Linked DNA regions of Mus musculus: regions 2 and 3 are each linked to region 1. The links are chromatin contacts, called in public promoter capture Hi-C maps. All regions are on one chromosome and are shown on one strand. Each heading gives the region's core, a stretch centred on a gene start, on an enhancer-like site or on the middle of the called end of the contact. The rest is flanking DNA. Distances are from core to core; before and after follow the strand shown. Region 1 holds the start of Sez6l2 (seizure related 6 homolog like 2). Region 2 holds the start of 1700120K04Rik (RIKEN cDNA 1700120K04 gene). Region 3 holds the start of Prr14 (proline rich 14).

Region 1 (2,657 bases), core at 68-2,567:
TCTCCCTCACTGAGTTCCAGCTCCTGGTCTCTGGGCCTTCAGTGAGAACCTTAATTAGTACTAACCCTGGACAGCTCTAGCAGGGTGTGCTTTGGGACTGCTTTCTATTCCTCCCCAGTGAAATACTCCCCTGATCCCTAAACTCTGAGGAGAGTCTGACAGCATCTCCCAGACTGCTTCCGCAGTGCCAGCTTTCTCTCAGGGTTTTTGCCTCTGCAGACTCTCTCTCTCTCTCTCTCTCTCTCTCTCTCTCTCTCTCTCTCTCTCTCTCTCTCTGCAGTCTTTGCAGCCTCTGTGCCTTCTCTAGACTCTGGTTGGGGATCAGAGTAGAGTCAGGGATTGAATATCCCTGATTGTGTTCATCTGCCTTTGTCCATATGTCCAAGAACATTTGTGTGTACAGCGCCTGGCATCTCTCCCAGTACCTCCATCTCCCACCCAGGTACCCTGCCTGCTTCTACCGCCTCCGCAGAAATCCACCCAACTTCCCTCAGCTCTTCTTCCCGAATTTTAACCCCTAAGATACAACTAAATGCTCTTCTTATTCATTTCTCTATCTCCTTAAAATTAGGAGTTCAAGGGCTCCGTGTAACAGTCAAAGAGCCTTGGCTTGCCCCTTCCCAGTCAACTGTGCCCCTCCCCTCCCCCACAAGCTCGGAAGACTCAATATCTTCAGAGAAAGAAGGTAGAAGACCCGCGAGAACCTTCCCAGGGCCCACCCCCACATGTCCTTACCCTCAATCCAGGCACAGCTCAGCAGAATTAGGAGCAGCAGCTGGGAAGGCGGCGGGTGCTGGGCCTTGGGAGTCCCCATGGCGACTCACACTAATTTCTCTCCTCTGTGGCTCTTCTGAATAATCTCGCTGTCACTTTCCCTCTGCGTCCTTTTATCTTTTCCTTTAATTTTGCTTTCCTGCTAAGGGTCGGCAAAGGAAGGCAAATTTTCTTCCTTTGGGATGGAGAAGCAGAATTGGCCTAGAGGTTGCTTGGAGTCCGCCCCCTTTTGCTCAATCTTTATCCTTTGCTCTGCGATCTATGGCAAAGGGGGGCGCGGCTCCCGCTGCGGGGGGTGGGGCCGAGAGGGCCGAAGGTTATCCCCTTGTTCGGGAGCTTGGGCCCATCGGGATGGATAGATAGATAGCCGGGGAAAGTGGGAGGGGAAAGGCAGCTTCCGAGGGTCCAGGGTGGGCTTGAGGATCCAGAGGGCCCTTATGAGGTTCAACCGGGGCTTATCTCGGAGAGGAAGAGGGAAAGGGTTGCGGAACCAGGGAAGCTGAAGCTCGGCCACTGGAGCTGCGGGAGGGAGAAGCTGAGAAAGGTGTCAAGCCCACGTCAGATCCTGGGGACGGGTGAAAGGAGGGGCCTGGGATTTATTCTCTGACGAGGGAGGAGGAGGAAGTGCAGATGGAGGAAGGAGGGATGCCGAGCCAGGACTGCACTTCCCGAGGCCCCTAGGGGAGAGGAAGGAAACTCTGGTCCCAGTAGTAATTAGGTTCCCTCCCGGCGCCATTCCAGAACATCTGGTATCTGCACCTGGTCTTCCTAAGGTGTCAAGAGTAGGCACAGCTTGGTTCACGTCTTCCTGGCCTGTCCAGTATGTCCTCTGTCCACACCCGGACCTCCCCGCGGGCCTTCACTATGCCCTTTATGGAAGCTCAGGTGGGATGGGCTCGCCCCTCCCGCAGGAAAATGGGGAGTATCCAGGTTTGTAAGGAGCCTGATGGGTATGTGTTGAGACTCCCTTCTCTAGCAGGCGACCTGACAGAGACCTGCAGCCTAGCGGCTACCACCCGTGATCTACTGGCTCTGCCACTGAGCAAGCGAGTGCCCTTTCAGCACCTGGGCGCGAGGACAGCTCCCGGCCCCGCCTGCACGGGCGGCCTTGAAGCCACTGATTGGCTGAAGCCGCTTTCGCGAACCCGCGTCTTGCTCTGTGCTGGCTCTGGCGTAGCCAAGCCAGGGGAAAGGGGAGTCACAGGCCGACCTCTCCAGGGACCCGCAGGCCCACGGCCGGACTCGCAGTTCCAGAGCACCGGCCTCACGAGCGGGTCAGGGCTCTCGCCCCGCCCCCGAGTCTGCCCTGCCCTTCTTTTCGCATTGCGGGGCGGCTAGAGGTTGGCACTGTGTCCCTGTACCCCACGTGGCGCTCGGTCAGGGCTGGGGGAGGGGGTCTGGAGCGGCAAATCCAGAGAGAAGTCTCCCCCCACCCCCCTTGCAGGGCTGGGCTGCGGCTGCCTCTGGGAGGGGTCCTGGGTAGCTAAACAGAGAGGGTTGCGGGAAGGAGTGACGTCAGGGTGAGTGGGCGCCCAAGAAGGGGTGTGTAGGAGGTCGGGAATCGGAGAGGACAGACCCGACCCTTTCGAGGGAGAAGACAGGTCAAGGAGAGAGGAAAGAGAAAGAGCCGCTATAGAGTGGGGCTGCGGGCCAGGTGGAGTAGGAACCGCTGTTGTCAGGGGAAGCTAGAAGAAAAAGAAGGGGTCGATAAGGAAAGGGGGGCTGGAGTGGAGGGAGGAGAAACCAGCTGAGACTGGGAGACTGAGGGTGGAGAGAGGAAAGGAAGAGGAGACTGCGGGAAGGGGAAAGGAGAGAGGAACCACAGAAGGAAGAGAGAACAAGAGTGATCTCCGAGTGGAGACAAATAGAAAAGGAAGGGGAGA
Region 2 (2,657 bases), core at 94-2,593, 650 kb before region 1:
CTTGCCTTTTCATGTTCCTGGGTCCCCAGCCCTGGGAACACTAAGGACTCCAATAAGAGGAGGACCAGAGCAATACCTGATTTAAAGGCCAGAGGTCATGACTCCTATAGTAGGCTGGATGACACTTGGAAGTAACTACAGAGGACGGGGTCTCAAGAATAAGGGATCCCCGCCAGGCAGTGGCAGTGCACACCTTTAATCCCAGCACTTGGGAGGCAGAGGCAGGTGGATATCTGAGTTTGAGGGTAGCCTGAACTACAGAGTGAGTTCCAGAACAGCCAGGGCTACACAGAGAAACCGTGTCTCAAAAAAATAAAAAATAAGGGATCCTCTATATAGAAGTCAGGAGTGGGGTGGGGATAGATTATCAAATAGTTGGGGTTGGCTTAGAGCAGGCCAGACAAACTTAATAGGGACTGCCTAATACCCTAAGAAAACACATAACATTAACAAAATAAGTTATGAAATAACAACAAAATAATTTTATGGTTAGGGTCACCATAGCACGAGGAACTATATTAAAGGGTTGTAACATTTTGGAAGGCTGAGGACCACTTCGTTATCGAATAAGGGACCGATGGAGGTGCAGTCACAGAACACAGGCCAGAGTCTAAGGAGTGCTGAGAGAGAGTGGCACCATCTCTTGCCCTCCTTAAACAGTGGTTTTCAGGCCTGGAGCTTGGGAGGGAACTGTAGGTATAGCTTTACTGTTCCGTTGTCTCTGGATGGACCTCAGAGAAAGGCAAAGTGCAAAGGGGAGCGTGGTTACAGTTGAAGGAAGAGATCAGAAGACAGCACGATTCAAGCCGAGGAATGTAGCAGCTAGGGCCTGGGGTAAGTTCTGAGAGAAGTCCCCATCAGTGCGCTCAGAGGCAGTTGCCCTAGCTCCAGCTCAAACAGGAACACATCCTGCTCGGTGGTGGCCAGGGGAGGGTTCTGCAATCGATCAATCGATCGATCTCTGACTTGAGAGAAGAAAGCACACAAATTTGCACCAGTGACAGACCAATGGCTTGTTTTCATGGCTCTGCAAAGACTGCACACTCCAGGCACGAGGATCCTGGGACTTTTAGCCCATTCAGCTTGAGCTTAACATGAGGGAAAAGGTCTGCTTTGTGTTACTGTTAGGCCTTACTGCCCACATGGAGCTCTGAGTACTCCCAACCCATCCATTTGAGGACTCACCTCTAAAGGAATGGGGTCCATTACTTAGGAGGATTATGTTGGACAGAGAACTGACTGATGCCCCAGTGCACAGGCCTCCTAAGACTACTAGCTCAGTTCTAGCTCTGTCTAGTCTCTATGATGCAATATCCTGCTTTCCCCCACTCCCCCCACCCCCAGCATTCTAGCCGGGGTGGCTTTCATGGTGGCCCAATGTCATCTCCTATGGCTACTCGTGCTTCCCCTGCAGCTACTCGTGCTTCTGCGAGCGTCCCAGTCACTGCCAGCTCCACACCGGAGGTCACCGTAGCTCGCATCTCAGTCTCCAGTCCCACTTGGTTCAGCCACTGCGGCGTCACAGAAACTAGGCGCAGTCAGATAGCAGAAGGGGCCCGGAGTCCTCACGAAGGCAAGTCTGCGGAGAAGGCTGAAGAGCCTAGAGAAGGTACTACTGTGGCTAAGCCCGAGGCCACAACCATGGCTATGACTGCTGTTCCCACACCCACCTCACCTTCGCTTAGCGCAGGCCACGTAGCTAATCCGTAAAAGCGCCACCGGGAGAGCCACCAACACCACTCTGAACCCAGAGACAGCCCTCCATGTTTGAGCAAACTGTTTCCAAGGGTCCAGCTAATGGCCCAAGCTACAATGAAAACCCACCCTGCTGAGTTGTTCATGGTCTGTGTTCGCAGAGTACGGGTGGATAAAAAGCCTACAAATAAGACTGAAATGTGGTCACAACAGGTAAACTTGGCCCTTAGAGGTAAAGGACTACATATCCCAGTATGCAACCCACAAAGGCTGTTATCCATTCGGCCAATGCCAACCCATAATCAACAACTTTTCCATTGTGGAGGCGGCGGGGTGGGGCCCTTTGTAAACATGTCTGTAGATATATTGCTGCTAACCCAAGTGGTTGTAGGGTGGGCTGGGCTGGTTTCTCAAATGTGTCCAGCTTCCAACCATGCCAGGGAAGTGCTTGTGAGGTGTAGCGCAGAGACTCAGGTTAGACCAAATGGACGGGCTTCTCTGCAGCCTAGGGTTGGGTATTTTATTCATAACAATTAGCAGCCCATACACAACACCTCTAGAGCAGAGGCTGTGAGTCCAAAAGCTCCTGTAGCCATCTATCTGCAGCGCCGTCTCCCAGCTCCAGCAGACCCTGTCTCCGGCGTTCAGGACCCTGCTTAGGCAGGATCAGTGTAGGCTAGCTGGAGCACGGGCAAAGCTCTTCTACCTGGAATGCCTGCAAGTGCTAGATTGTTTCTTCCCTCCTGGCAAGTTGCACCTCCACAATTAAGATCACCAGGATGAAAGAAAGCAGGGCTAGGGCCAGGTACCCAAGGGACCACCAGGATGCGTGAGAAAGGGTAAAGTGGACTTGGGAGGAAAGGAGGAGATTGGAAAGAGTCTGGCTAAAAAAAAAAATGCCCCTGAATCAGACCATGAGGTGGCAGTGTCCCTGACCTGAATAGGGTGCACACCCAAGAGTG
Region 3 (2,657 bases), core at 65-2,564, 520 kb before region 1:
GGTTTCTTTTTTAAAAAGCACGAAAATATCATGTTTTTGTTTTACTCCCAGGTGTGGGATATGGGACTGCTTTAGATTGTCCATAGCAACTTACTAAGATTTGCCTCCAGCAGGGGCATAATTTTGCCAGCTACAGACAGGTTCTGCAATTGTATGACTTTTGGAATTCTGGGGACTTTTCATGTTAAGGCCCCCAAGGAATGGGTTGGTTATTGATTGGATGTTTGTTATTATTCACAAGAAGAAAGTAGATATCCTGATGGCGAAGATCAAACCTGCCCCAAGGAACTCGACACCCCTAATCAGCAGAAAGTAGCCTACCATCGCCCCATTCCCTCCCTTGCCTTTATTCGGAGATCTCTTTCCTCTCTATTCTTTTTCTTTCTTAACTAGTGTTAGGGGGTTGGGAGGATGGAAGAACCCACCAAGTAGCAAAGGATAGCGATAACAGGGCAGTCAGAAGAGTTTTTCATACTTAGTAGGATGTGGTTGGGTGAGTGGGTGACTGGACAGGCACATGAATTACCCAAAACCATATGGTCTTGCATTATGGAGGCTGCTTTGAAGGCTGGCTTAGTGGAACTGGTCTGACTTTAGTACTAAGCCAGGGCGGGGATGGAGGATAGGGAAGAGGGAGTGGTCTTTCACTTAAAGGGCTCACCCTGTTTGTAGTCATGACATCTTCCAACACCACGGCAAGGACCCTCCGAGAGGCCTTTTCTAGGGATGAAGGGGTCCCCAAAGGCTGCAGCCTCGGTCTTTTCGGGCTCCTGGCTTCCCATGATGCTCGAGATAGAGGCTGACGGCACAGGCTTGGCTGTGTAAAAGGGCTGGAGGGTGAAAGTAGAAGACAGTTGCCTGAACCTGTTGTTGCCTCTGTTGTAGTCGGGTGCAGCCGTCAGCATCCCCGTCTCCCGAGCTCAAGTCAGGCGGGCGGGGTACGCTCTCACCTGGAGTTCCCAGGCAAGTCCATGGGGGAAGCGGCGGTTCCGGGGAGTCCCTGGGGTATCCCAGGCTGAGGCCTGGGGTAAATTGGGGAGCGGGGGAGTGGGGAATGAGGGCCAGTTCCTCCCCCGGGACTCCGCCCTTCATAGTCCGCCTGCGGCTCCCGGTAGGGCACAGGCCCTTCCTCCAAAGGGCGCCCCCGGCCGGCCTCTCGGAGCCGGGTCTTCCCGCTGCAGCCGCCTTGATCACTCGGGCCCTGCCTGGCACCTGCCGCGAGACTGGATTGCGGAGGTTACAGCTCTCCCACCGCTCGAGCCTCCTGGGACCTTTGTCCCTGTTAGATGCCTCCCTGAGGTTCTCTGGGATCCGGTGGGATCCCGGTCCCGAGAGGCTTCCGTTTCCGCTAGATTCCTCTGTGGTCCTCGCCCCACCAAGCAAGAGCTCCAAAAGAATTACTCCACTTAGTAACAGCCCTCCCTCCTACCAGATCGCCTAAATTGGATCTCTGTGGAAAGAATCCTACTGCGCGGTTCTTCCAATCAGAAGCCGCGCAACTTGCCTCCTCCCACTGAGAGCTTCAGCTTAACGAAGTTCCCCTTGGGGGAGGCCTAAACTCATCACTGAACTCAGTCCGGATTCTGGGTTATAAACTGTCAAACCAACCGGTAGACCATTCACTCCAATCCCAGAAGGTCCAGCCCACCGGTAACATCCCACCCCAAGCCCCCGCCCTACTTGGATCCCCGCCCCGCGTTCTCGGGCGCCCCGGACCAGTTGGCTCAAACGTTTTCTTCTCCCCCCGCCTCCCGGCCCTCTCTCCAGCCCGGTCCCCCCCACTCCCACCCCTCCCCTACGCCTCTCACCGCAGCTTTCCAAGGATCCGGGTTTCAAACAGCTCCCACCTCCGGCTTCTTTAAAGCCTGCCTTATGCAGCGCTGTCCAACCGTCAGAGGCCTTCTTCTGTGTGTCTTAAGCACCGCCCAATTGCCGGTTCCGGTCTTCCGGGGTTAGGAGAAACTGCGTGAAATCTCCTGCCCGCCATAATACGTAGGGGCAAAGAAGCTCAATTGTGCCTGCACCGCCATTTTAATTGAGGGCAGTCTGATTTTAGCACTAGTCGACCGAAAAGCGTCATTTTTCAAAGGCTGGTCAGCGACCAACTACTATATCACGTTTCTTGTTATATTTGGACAAGTGTAGGAAAGCTAAAGTTTCTCCACCTAACGTAATTTTTCTTGTTCTTAACGCCGGTGAATATCGATTAAATGTTAAGGATTTGGGAATTTCCCATTTTCTTAGGTTTAAGTTCCTTAGGATTGAAGTTCCGGAAGTCGGGACGGCGGGACGGAAAACCTGAAGATCCCAAGTTAAAGAGTAGGCCTGATGTGGCCTCTAGCTTCCAATTCAGTTTCTGGAGAGACCAGGAACAGCCTAAGTGGGGAGAAGGCTGGGTGCGGTGAGCTTCATTCACTAGCATTTCTCTCTCTCCTCCCCCCCCCCCCTCCTTTCTTCCTAGGTAGTGTCTGCAGGCCACTCAGAAGGCGACTAATATAACCAACCTGGGGTTGCTTGGTGGAGCCGGTTCATTGTCCTTCCTGTTCTGGGCTGGCAGAAGTAACTCTTGGAAGAGGAGCCTGTCCTCTGCAGGGTGTCAGGTAGTCTTTTGGAATAAGAGATAAGCAGTCGATCCTAATGCTGGAGAGCCTGCTCCA

Evidence for each region. Capture Hi-C pulls out chosen DNA fragments and counts their contacts.
Region 2: a contact with region 1 is called in a promoter capture Hi-C map of liver, with 4 times the contacts expected there. The contact joins the promoter of 1700120K04Rik here to the promoter of Sez6l2 in region 1. A contact is called at or near these places in 4 of 39 promoter capture datasets (the C10 cell line, liver and pre-B cells) and 1 of 9 other capture datasets (liver).
Region 3: a promoter capture Hi-C map of pancreatic islet shows a contact between it and region 1. The contact joins the promoter of Prr14 here to the promoter of Sez6l2 in region 1. A contact is called at or near these places in 1 of 39 promoter capture datasets (liver), 1 of 115 datasets of contacts at active chromatin or transcription factors (bone marrow-derived macrophages) and 2 of 9 other capture datasets (liver and pancreatic islet).

The regions. Positions count from the first base shown.
Region 1 is chr7:126,949,195-126,951,851 of GRCm38.p6, reverse strand. Sez6l2 (seizure related 6 homolog like 2) reads right to left here and starts at 1,317. Exons shown (of 18, transcript NM_144926.5): 1 at 736-1,317. The coding sequence starts at 814. It also overlaps a transcript of Asphd1 not described here.
Region 2 is chr7:127,603,131-127,605,787 of GRCm38.p6, reverse strand. 1700120K04Rik (RIKEN cDNA 1700120K04 gene) reads left to right here and starts at 1,343. Exons shown (of 1, transcript NR_027915.1): 1 at 1,343-1,885. Rnf40 (ring finger protein 40) reads right to left here. Exons shown (of 20, transcript NM_172281.2): 20 at 2,183-2,657.
Region 3 is chr7:127,470,271-127,472,927 of GRCm38.p6, reverse strand. Prr14 (proline rich 14) reads right to left here and starts at 1,314. Exons shown (of 11, transcript NM_145589.2): 1 at 951-1,314; 2 at 662-830. The coding sequence starts at 973.